Regions from separate parts of the Sus scrofa genome. Here region 2 is linked to region 1. The links are chromatin contacts, called in public promoter capture Hi-C maps. All regions are on one chromosome and are shown on one strand. Each heading gives the region's core, a stretch centred on a gene start, on an enhancer-like site or on the middle of the called end of the contact. The rest is flanking DNA. Distances are from core to core; before and after follow the strand shown. Region 1 holds the start of KANSL2 (KAT8 regulatory NSL complex subunit 2). Region 2 holds the start of WASHC4 (WASH complex subunit 4).

Region 1 (6,197 bases), core at 2,183-4,682:
TTAAATAAGACAAGTTAAGATTTTTGTTGGCTGTATCTCTCTTGAAACTTTTGTGGCAGTTGCTGATATTTTAGGAATTTTGGTCTGGTTTGAATGGAAGAATAGAGAAGTAAAGTAGTAAATGAGGTGAGGATGAATGACACTATAAAATTAAAATTTAGTGATTTGCATTTGGTAGAAGAGATAATATCAGCGGTGTTTCCTTGGAATAGATGAAGCATAAGTCAATATACAAATTCTGAACAACTGGATTCCCCATTATAGGGATGTGTCAAACTAACTGGTATAGAGCTAGGTTTCATCTTATGATCTTCAGTCATCTTGGTCTCCCTGATGCTTTTGAGAGCTAATAAGATTGGCTTGATTGCTCTCATTCAACATTCCGTAGAAAGTTTGAAGCCCTTCCTGCGACTTCTGTGGGTTCCCTTAGAGCTGCTTCTTGTAATCTCTAGCTCTTGGGCCTACTTCTGCTGAATTGATTTGGTTTATGGATCATCACATGTCTTGTGCTACCTTTTTTGCACTGTGGAATCCTAACCCCCTTTCTTCATTTCACGTAACACTCAAAACCAATGCATAACCAAAAAACCACAGTGATGAAAAGAAGTTAACACTGAAAACTAGATACACCTTTTCTGAAAAGTAGTTTCAGGCCCTTCCCTGCCTTTATTTATTCCTTCCTTAGAAAATAGTGTGGGAGTTCCTGTTACAGCACAGTGGGTTAAGGATTGGGTGTTGTAGCCACTGCAGCATAGGTCAAAGCTGCAGTTCGGATTCGATTCCTGGCCCCGAAACTTCTATATCCCAAGAGTGTGGCAAAAAATAAAAGCAAATAAATAAAAAATAGAGAATAGTACCTGGGATTTCCCGGTGGCACAGCAGGTTAAGGATCCAGCATTGTCACTGTAGTGGCTCAGGTCCTGGTGGGGGTTTGATCCATAGTACCTACCGAGTGCTATATACTGTTTACTGATGGGACTATGGCAGTAAACAAAGTAAGCATCTTGCCCTCATAGAATTTGCATTCTGGTTATAGGGGAGATAAGTAAAATATAATATGCTAGATGACAAACACTTCGTAGAATGTTAAGCAGGGAAGGTGGAATGGTGAGTGTATGTGTGTGTGTGTATATAGGTAAGTAGGATTGTTGGTTGGAAATAAGATGGCTAGGGAAGAAGGCTTTAGGAAATTACAGTTCCACAAGGACCTGAAAGAGGGGAAAGCAAACCATGGGAATGTCTGGGGTAAGATCATTCCAGGAAACAAATGCAAAGGTTCTGAGATGAGAAGATGCTGGCATGTTTGAGAAATAGCAAGGAGGTCAGTGTAGCTAGTATGGAATTGAGTGACGAGGAGGAGAGAGTAAATTGAATAGAGAAGCAGAAGTCTGGATACCACAGGGCCTTTTAAACCATCATAAAGACAGTGAAATAGAGCACCATTGATAGGTGGTGAGTAGAGAAGTGACATGATCTAGCTTAGGTTTTACAATGGTCACTTGAGCTGCTGTGTTGAAAATGGATTATAAGGAGTCAAGGGTAAGGAGAATCTCACAATAATTAAGGTAGTAGATGAGAATCCCTTGGACCAGGTTGGAAATGCTGAAGGTAATGAGGAGTCACATATCTTGAAGCTGGGACCAGCAGGACCTGCTATAAGGCTGGAAGAGAAAGAAGTCAAGGATGACTCTCAGTGTTTGTCCCAATGACTACAGAAAGTGCAGGGTCCTAGCATTAGTTTTTTTTTTTTTTTTTTTTTTTTTTTGCCACACTTGTGGCATGTGGAAGTTCCTGGGCCAGGGATCAAATCCCAGCTACTGCAGAGACAATGCTGGATTCTTAACCTGCTGCATCACAGCAGAAACTCTTGCTTTTTGATATCACCTCATTAGGTTGAAGATTCCCCAATTTTTTGTAATGTGGCTGCCTCCCCTAGTTTTGAGTTGTAGGGTGTTTATAACCAATGAGGGTTGGGAGGGTTAGCATATGTATATAACTCATAGTTGCTATTTAATGGTTGTATTGCATCCGTAATCCCAAACTACTCTAGAATGTTTACTCCAAAAGAGCAGGATTATCTTTCTTGTTCTCTCTATATCTGTACTGGCTGGCACTTAGGTGCTCAGTAAATATTTGCTGAATGAACAAATCTCATGCAAGGGCCTTCTAGGACTGCCCTAATCCCTGGGAAAAGTCACCTCTAAGCCCTCCCCTATTTTGGTTTTAATCACTTCTTTTTATCTAAACTGCTGTTCCCCAGCATTGTAGATTCCCTATGCTCACCTGCTCATTGGTAGTGGAAAAATAGCTTACTTAAATGAAACTGACAACAGCTAGGAGAGCTTGTGAAGCTTGGGATGCAAAAAAGATCCCAAATTGTTTTATTTCTGCCAGAGGTGTGGTGGAGATGAAAGAAGAGATGCTTTAATTAAAAAGCCTTAAAGGACGATAAAATTGGAATTGTGCCTGCCTTTTCTATATACCTGCATGATTTAGCTTGGTATTGTACAGAATTTTAGAGAATCAAGGCCTCAACCATAACTCATATTTACCAAGTCTCAGTCCAATGCCTTTCACTGTATGACCAGGAATAAAGGGATAAAGAATGAGGGAATGGTTCGTGGAGTTCCTGCTATAGAGCAGTGGGTTAGTGATCTGGCTTGTCTCTGTTGCAGGTGCCTGTGATTCCAGCCTGGCACAGTGGGTTAAGGATTCAGCGTTGCTACAGCTGTGATGTAGGTAGACGCTCTGGTTCAGATTTGATTCCCTGGCCAACCAACTTCCATATACCACGGGTGCGGCAGAAATAGTATTAAAAAAAAAAAAAATAAAGGAATGAGGGCTGGTTCAAATTTGTCTCCATTCCCTGTTTACTAGATACGAGCCTATTCTGTTCCTCTGTTATCTTATCTGTAAAATGGAGATTATAGCTTCTACTTTTTAGGACTGTTCTGAAAAGAAATGTTTATATACATAATTTTCCAGACTCAGTAAATACTCAAAAAATGTTTCCGTAAATTAACTTTTCACAAAACTAAGCCTTTTACTGTATAAACAGTAAGAGTCAAATGTACCACGATCCTTTGGCCTCCCTGTCGATTTTGTGCCTACCGTGTAACGGTGGTGGTGTAGCTGCGGCCTAGTGCACAGATAAAGCGGCCATAATCGACCTGAAAATCAGCCATGCGGGGAGGTGGAAAGACAAACCGTGCGCTGCTAGCGGGTCCCCGAGCCCGCACTCAGCTCCGCCTCACTTTCATGAGCAAGTTGATGACGGACAGCTCTTCTCAGCCACCCAAGCCGCGCCTTTTCTTAGCGCCCCGCCCCCTAAGACTTGATAGGTAGCTGGCCTCAGCCAATGGTGACGCACAGGCGTAGGCGTCGTGCCCAATCAGCGAGTGGGAGCCGGGAAAGGAATGGGGCCGCGTTAGAAGCGGCTGGCGCGGCCAGAAGGCAGCAGCGCGGCGCGCGGCGGAGGTAAGATGGCGGCGTTGCTTGCTCTTCGCCTTTGCCTTCGGGGTACTACTTCGCCCTTTCTCCCCATTCAGAGCTGCTACCCTGCTCCCTCAATCAACGTCAGGGTCGCTCTCCTCTTATAATCTCCCAGGACTTGGGTTCTCCGGTGCTCGGAGACTTAGGACAAAATGGCGCTTGCAGGCGCCGCCAAGGATGGGCAGGGCCCAGGCGTGAGGTCTCAGGCGGACCGGGACAAAGGCGGCGAGCCGGGAGGCGGAGACGGGGGTGGGGGCGCGGGCGCGGCCCCTCGTGCGGCGGTGGCGCGGCCCCTCGTGCGGGCGGTGGCGCGGCCCCCTCGTGCGGCGGCCGTACAGTCTCCGTGGTGGTGGTCGGCGTGGGGCGGCCTTGGCGGGGGAAGTTGAGGTGAGGCAAATTCACTAATGCCCGGGGAGGCTTGGGCTGGGAGACCTGGGCGGAGGGAGTTAAGGAGCGTGACTTCCGCTTGTCTTTTAGAAGCCACGCGCCGTCTGCCTGGTTACTGTGGGGCAGGAATTTTCGGGAAGGGCTTTTTGATCTTTTGTGTGACCCTGCAGGTTTTGGTATGAACAGGATTCGGATCCACGTCTTGCCGACCAATCGGGGAAGGATCACCCCAGTGCCCAGGTCTCAGGAGCCCTTGTCTTGTTCGTTTACTCATCGCCCATGCTCGCAGCCTCGTCTGGAGGGGCAGGAGTTTTGCATTAAGCATATCCTTGAAGACAAGAATGCACCTTTCAAGCAGTGCAGTTATATATCCACAAAGAATGGAAAAAGATGTCCTTGTGCTGCTCCGAAGCCTGAGAAGAAAGACGGGTATATATGTATAGATATCTGTACTTTTATGTTTTTCATTGTGGGTTTTTGTTTTTGTTTTTTGGGGGCATGTCCATGACATGTGGAAGTTCTTGGCCCGGGGATGGAACCAGCATCACAGCAGCGACCCCAGCTGCTGTGGTGACAACGCGGGATCCTTAACCTGCAGCCTGCCACAAAAGTACAGGGAACTTCTGTTCTTTTAGATTTTAAGTGATGTGGGCTGGGAAATAGCTGGCCAGTTCTTTGGTCACATGCTTGTAACATTGAGGTTATGGATATATCCTTGGAGAACTTTTTAAAATGGTGAAAACTGGAAGGAGACCACTCTCAGTTGGGCCACTTCGTTAAATGTCTTTGGATCTTTTCTGGTACCTGTAAAATAAAGGGACACTCTAGATTTTTCTTTTTTTCTTTTTCCTTTTTGGGCCGCACTTGAGGCATATGGAAGTTCCTAGACTAGAGGTCCACAGCCATGCCATATCTCTGCAACCTACACCTCAGCTCACAGCAATGCTGGATCCTTAATCCACTGTGCGGGGCCAGGGATTAGCACACTTCCTCATAGATACTAGTTGGGTTTGTTACCGGAGCCACAAGGGGAACTCCCTCTGGGTTATTCTTAACCTTAGGTTGCATGGCTCTTTTGGCCATGCACGTTTTATGTGTGTGTATTCTTCTTGGAAAGACTTAATGGTTTTCATCAATTAAGCAAAAGTATCCATGCAGAACATAGATAATTCTGTCTGTATCTTTTGATTTTAAAATTGTGTCTCATATCCTTTTACCTACAGTGGATTGATACTGAAGTAAAATGTAGAGTTGCCTTCCAGAACCAGGCTTTTTTTTTTTTTTTTTTTTTTCTCCCCCTTGTCTTTTTAGGACTGCGCCCATGGTATATGGAGGTTCCCAGGCTAGGGGTCTAATGGAGCTACAGCTGCCGGCCTATACCACAACCACAGCAACTCAGGATCCGAGCCTTGTCTTGACCTACACCACAGCTCGTGGCAACACCAGATCCTTAACCCACTGAGCAAGGCCAGGGATCAAACCTGAAACCTCCAGTTCCTGGTTGGATTAGTTTCTGCTGCGCCACGATGGGAGCTCCCAGAACCAGTTTGAAAGATGGAAGTGGATCTCTGATGATGTTGTGAAATGTCAGCGTTTTTATAGTTGGAATGTTTTGTTTAATGGGTAGAGCACTAGGTTTTGTTACCTGCATTTCCCTTTAGTAATACCAAATGAGTTGGTCTTGGGCCAGTTAATTTATTTTGCCTCATTGACATTTTTAATTTATAAATGAAGACAATGGTCATTTTAGTTTCCTGAAAATAATCTAATGATCAGTGTCTCTAAAAATCACTGAACTCCTTCAGGAAGGAACCTGAGTATAAACGTGAATATTTTATCTCCTTAGGGTGTCCTTCTGTGCTGAACATGCCCGTAGGAATGCTCTAGCACTTCATGCTCAAATGAAGAAGACGAATCCAGGGCCTGTGGGTGAAACACTCTTGTGCCAGCTGAGCTCATATGCTAAGACAGAGCTGGGGTCTCAGACTCCAGAAAGTAGCCGAAGTGAAGCCAGCCGAATTTTGGGTAAGAAACTTCTTTAGGGTGAGAAAATAGGAAGAAAGTTAACAAAAAATATAATTTGGTTTAGCACAGTGCCTTGAACATATTTGGCACTTGATAAAAATAGTATTATTGTTAATTCATTTGCCCTTTGGTGAGAATTCAGGAATGCCGTGTTGTTCACTAATCTTTCTGGTTTTAAGTAGTATCTGCTTAGGTTTACTTTCTTGAGTTTATGACTGCTTCCTTCATTGCTGTTTTTACACTTAACATCTTTGTTAGGTAAGGTAATTCAGGAAACAATCATTTTGAGTTGG
Region 2 (5,796 bases), core at 2,981-5,480, 170 kb before region 1:
GGTTGCGGGTTCGATCCCTGGCCTTGCTCAGTGGCTTGGGGATCCAGCATTGCCGTGAGCTGTGGTGTAGGTTGCAGACAAGGCTTGGATCCCGTGTTGCTGTGGCTCTGGCGTAGGCCAGAGCCTACAGCTCCAATTCGACCCAGAGCCTGGGAATCTCCATGTGCCACGGTAGCGGCCCAAGAAATGGCAAAAAGACAAAAAACAAAAACAAAAACAAACAAAAAAAACTATAGCAAACATCTTTCTTTTCATGACCAAAACTTGCATGTATGCACTTCCTTCAAAAAATCAGGAGCAAGACAGAGATGTCTGCTATCACCACTTCTATTCGGCATTGAACAGATTCTGAAGAATGCAGAAAGACAATAAGAAAAATACATCAGGATTAAAAAGGAAAAACCAAAGCATCATTACACACAGACGATATAACTATGTAGAAAATGCAAAAGAATCTACAAATTGTTACAGTTAAAAGGAGAATTTAGCAGGGTGGCGGCATATAAGTTTAGTATCTATAAATCTATTATTTTGATATACTTGCAAGAAACTGTTAGAAAACATTTAAAAAGATGCTATTTATAAGAGCAACCATTGAAAGCAGATTTAGTTTAAGTCTAACAAAAGATTCCAGGAAATTTATAGAGAAAATCATAAACTTTTATTGAAAGACATTAAGGAGAACCTGAATAAATAATAATCTTAGGAAGACTCAACACCACTAGAGAGATCTACTCTCACTAAATTGATTTAGCGCAATCCCAATCAAAATTCCAACAGGGTTTCCCATGGAAGTCCACAAATGTGGACTTTAAAATGTATTTGGAAAATCAAAGAATCAAAAATAAAAATATTCCTTAGGAGGAACCAGGTGTGGGGCTTGCCTTACTAGATACCAACACTTAAAAAGCTGTTGTAATTAAGACTGGAGTTTTGGGCATAGGGATGGATGAATTGTCCAATAACACAGACTTATATACATGTGGAAACCTAACACATGATAAACCCACTGATGGTCAGAGGGTTGAACCTCAGTCTTATGAGGATTAAATAAAGTAATATATATAAAGACTTAAAATGCTCCCTGGGACATTGTAAATGCAGAATAACTGTTAGATGCTGCTATCTTTACTATCACACCTAATCTCCCCTTATTCCTTTTTTCCCCCTCCTAATTATTCTAAATCTCATTGGCCAGAACTTAATGGTACGACCACACCTGACTACAGGCAAAGCTGGGAAAGGCAATCTTTGATTTGGGTGGCCATGGTCCAACCAAAAGCTGGTTTCTGTTAGTGGGAAGAAAGGAAAATGTGTCTTGGGAGGCAATTAATCTCTGATAGAAAAATTAATGTCTGAACTATTTTTTTCTTTTTCTCTCTGCCCTCACCATGTGGAAGTTTCCAGGCCAGGGATCAAACCCAAGCCACAGCAGTAACCTGAGCCACAGCAGTGACAATGTTGGATCCTTGACCGCTAGGCCACCAGGGATCTCCTGAACTAACTCTTGACAACATTATAGTTGGTTGGGGGACCACGCCTGGACGGCACGCTCTTGTCTAAGGGATGGATTGGCATGTGTAAACTCAAGAAGGTCAGAGGCAGCAGGACCTGTTTGAGAAACTGCAAATGGTTTGGTACCTCAGCAGAGCAAAGTGGGTATAAACTGGGGAATAGATGAGGCAGAAAGTTTAGAGAATAATAAGAGGGCAGATGGGAAACCTTATGTTATATCCTGTGAAGCATAAACTCCATGCCAAGGACAATGGGATTCACTGAAGGACTTAAAGTAGAACATTCTCTGATCAGACAGGTTTTGAGGAACTTCACTCAGTGTGTGGACAATGGAGAGAAAAGATCTCTCATGGGTCTATAGTAAAATGGTATGGTTAGGAAGACCCAGATTCTTTTCCAGGTTAGATTATTTTGTAAAGAAATATATGAATGAACAGATTGGGTATCTTCTTGACAGGTACACATCGTATTCCGACAAATTACTAAGAAAAATGTCTTTAGTGAGCTTTCACCAGAGATTTTCCTATTGTAGGAAACATATTTTAAATGTACATTAAGAAATACGTTCAGGAAGTTCCCTTATGGCACATCAAGTTAAGGACCTGATGTTGCCGTAGCTGTGGCATAGGCTGAAGCTGCGGCACTGGTTCGATCCCTGGCCTGGGAAACTTCTGCATGCTGCAAGTGCAGCCTAAAGAAAGAAAAGGAAAAAAGAAATAAGTTCACTAAGACCTCAGCATTTATAATAATCCTTTAAGAGCTTACCATTATTATTCTCACTTTACAAATGAGGAAACTGAGGCAGAGATTAAATTATTTGGCCCAATATCCCATGGCTAGTAAGTGGCAGAGCTATGATTCGGATCAACACAATTTGACTGTAGAATCTGTGCTTTTAATTACTACATTACACTTCCTGTTGCCCTGATTTAATAGATTAGTGAATATGCAGATTCAAATTGCTCTGACTTGTGATTTCAATGTATCATAATGAGCTATTGGGAGATTAATTACAGTGATTAAGACAAATGTGAAGAATACAGCAAAGTCAAACTCATGATCACATGGGTAGTAAAAGGAAAAAAGTGTGCCAGCCGTTAGGTACTGATGTTACCTGCTATTTTCAAGTTTTCTTCCTCTTTTCTTTTTTTTTTTTTTTTTGTCTTTTTGTCTTTTGTTGTTGTTGTTGTTGCTATTTCCTGGGCCGCTCCCGCGGCATATGGAGATTCCCAGGCTAGGGGTCTCATCGGAGCGGTAGCCACCGGCCTATGCCAGAGCCACAGCAACGTGGGATCCGAGCCGTGTCTGCAACCTACACCACAGTTCACGGCAACGCCGGATCGCCAACCCACTGAGCAAGGGCAGGGACTGAACCCGCAACCTCATGGTTCCTAGTCGGATTCGTTAACCACTGCGCCACGATGGGAACTCCTCTTCCTCTTTTCTTTTCTAAAATGCCCAAGAAGACATCAAGCACCCCATGGGGGTGGGATCCACTTTTCTCATCTGCTTTTTCATAATAATCTCTGCATCTAGGATTGTGTCTGGTACATAGTGGGCATTCAAATATTTGACCTACTGTAGATTCACCGGCCTCAGGGAAAACTCTTCAAGAAACTGCTTACTTGCTTTGATAAAGTTAATTATTTTTGGTCCTTTATAAGATTACAGAAGACATTAAAAAAATTCCTATTGTTAAAAATTAAAGACATAGGTAGTCACAATAAAACTTGAAAATTCACTAATAACCAACACTTACTCTTTTCCAGTTGACTTCCTGTTGAGAGTGATTTGAGTTCTCTTAGTATTTACATGCACACATGCAAGTACACGTTTGTAGAAAAATACAAATGTAACCACAAATACACATTATTCTGCAGCTACCTTCTGTCAGTTTCTGGTGTCTCTATAAATCTACTTCATTTCTTTTAACACCGATCTAGCATTTCGTAGTATGCACATATTAAACTTTATGTATTTACTCCCTATTGATTGACATTTAAATCTCCTTACTACTATTAAAAACCATGCCGTAGTGAACACTGCCATGCAATTACCTGTACACATGCAGCATTACTGGGTAACATAGATCTGATCACCAAAAAGCCACTTGGTAGGTAGGCGCATTTTAGAACTCAAAACAGCTTTTCTTCTCCACTCCGTCGTCCCCGCCCTGCCTTTTTAGAGGAGGTGGGTAGAGAGCCCAAGAGAACAAGATAAGCAGAGAAGTAAAATTCCTCGCTTAAGTGTTCATAAAGTAACCCCTTCTCTTGAACACCTTCCCCCCCTCCAACTCAAGAAAAGGTGTGCAGGACAAGAGCTGAAAGAGCTCCGACAGGGGCGACCGGGAAGGCGTTGGCTGTACGGGCTTCTTGGAAGAAGCGCTTGGACAGCCACGTCCTCGAGGACCACACCTTCTTGTTCAGCCGCCGCTCCATCAATTTTGTGCTTTTCAGGCTAGACTGGGGGATAAATTCCCCTGGTATAAAAATGGCTTGGAGACAGTAGAGCGAAAGTGAAGATAACGATGGGGCGTGAGACATGAACTGAATGGTGGCGAGGCCGAAGTAGCAGCGGGAGGACACCGCAAGCACCGCCGCCGCCGCCATGGCCATCGCTTTCTGCCACCGCGGAGGACTCGCTTTCCCAGCGGTCCCCGCGGCCCGGCAGGGGCATTGGGCCCGGCTGGCCCTTGCGAGCGAGGGGCGGAGCCCGGGCCGGAAGTCACGTGCTATGACAGCCGCCGGGGTGAGGCCGCCGTTGTAGCTCAGGCTGGTTGGGGCTGTGACTGTGGGAGGCGCCGGTGCGATGGCGGTAGAGACGCTGTCCCCGGACTGGGAGTTCGACCGCGTTGACGACGGCTCACAGAGTAAGGGAGCGGCAGGGCAAGGACTGCGGGTGGGCGCTCCCCATCCCGCCTCAGCCAGGGCAGCGCTTGTGCAGGAGGGCTCTTGGAGCGGCGCGTAGCCCCCGGGTTCGGGATACTTTCTGCGCCTTAGGGTGTGAGAGGGACGCCTTCCAAACGTAACTTTCGGGGTTGGGAGTCCACGCGATGGTGGCTCAGGCTGGCCAGGCCAGGGCTTGGCTATTTGGGCGGTGACTGTCCTGGGGCGACCGCAGTGGCCAGTGGGCGCGGCGTCCACTTTGTGCAGCCGCGGGCCCTGACGGGGCGCGCCCGGGAGGCCAGGACCCCGGGGAGGGGAGGCCGCCGCGACTCTGGCCTCTGGGGCTTTAACCAGATCCTCAGAACGTTCAGTTCTAAGTGAGGCTGAAGTCCGGGTTCCTGTTTCGGTTTCCTGTTTTTCTTCTTTTTCCTCCCAAACCAACTTGTGGAAGTTTGAGTGTTTTTTTTCATTCATATTATTATTACTGTAGAAGATAGTGAAAAAGAACTCTTCACGCGGTAAAATATATACACGCGAATGTCAGTTTATCTCCCTCGAGGTCTTTTATTTATGTTAAGTGGTCTTTTTCAGTGTTGTCCTGTAGTTTTCAGCGCACCTAGAAAGGTTTCAGAAATTATAGTAAGTCTACTTCAGCTTTTACTATGTAAAATTGAGTTGTCTCATTTTACCTTATAAGTCTAACCCCCCAAAACTTAACAAATTCAGTTTCATGGAGCAAAGTTTAGATGCCAAATTATTTTGGTGAAACGCTGCTTAAGATGAATACAAATTGGCAACCTGTTTCTTGCCATTGGTGGTATTAATTTTTATAGGTGATAAAAGAGATTTTGGGACATACTGCTAGAATGTTTTTTTTTAATGTAGGTTTTTCAGAAGGTGAACATAATTTTAAAAGATTACGTGTGATTTTTGCATAATTTTACAAAAACAAATTAGATATAATTAGGTTTTATTAACTACTCAAAGCGGTCTGAGTTTAATTCAGGATTCGGTTTTTCACAAAACATTCTGTAAGTTGTTAGCTCTTATGCACCGTGAAAAACCAGACCTGTTGGTAATAACAAAATTCTTTAACTTTTTTATGGGGAAGATTCTATATTCACTGTTAAAGTGAACTGCACCTTGTCATGTATGAAGTTTTACGGACAGAGACTCCCTAGTCTAGTGTCTGCAAAATAGTGGAATGAAAGTATGATTGGGGTTTGAAAATGATTCACGCAGGCATTTTCCGCATACCAGCACCTATGGTAGATATTAGGGATACAAAGATAAAACGAGGAATTCAGTCTTTTGGAAGAGATAAGCATGTAAATAGAATTTTACTCTCGAAGAATCACTGTGGAGTTCTTTCGAATCACTCTTATCAGTTTTAAAA

What was found. Promoter capture Hi-C pulls out the DNA fragments that hold promoters and counts their contacts.
Region 2: a promoter capture Hi-C map of fetal liver shows a contact between it and region 1, with 2.5 times the contacts expected there. The contact joins the promoter of WASHC4 here to the promoter of KANSL2 in region 1. A contact is called at or near these places in 1 of 5 promoter capture datasets (fetal liver), 1 of 47 Hi-C or Micro-C datasets (heart right ventricle) and 1 of 2 datasets of contacts at active chromatin or transcription factors (alveolar macrophages).

What each region holds. Positions count from the first base shown.
Region 1 is chr5:79,302,803-79,308,999 of Sscrofa11.1, reverse strand. It overlaps KANSL2 (KAT8 regulatory NSL complex subunit 2), which reads left to right and starts at 3,432. Exons shown (of 10, transcript NM_001244880.1): 1 at 3,432-3,477; 2 at 4,050-4,308; 3 at 5,726-5,904. The coding sequence starts at 4,058.
Region 2 is chr5:79,473,089-79,478,884 of Sscrofa11.1, reverse strand. WASHC4 (WASH complex subunit 4) reads left to right here and starts at 4,230. Exons shown (of 34, transcript XM_021092625.1): 1 at 4,230-4,384. The coding sequence starts at 4,324.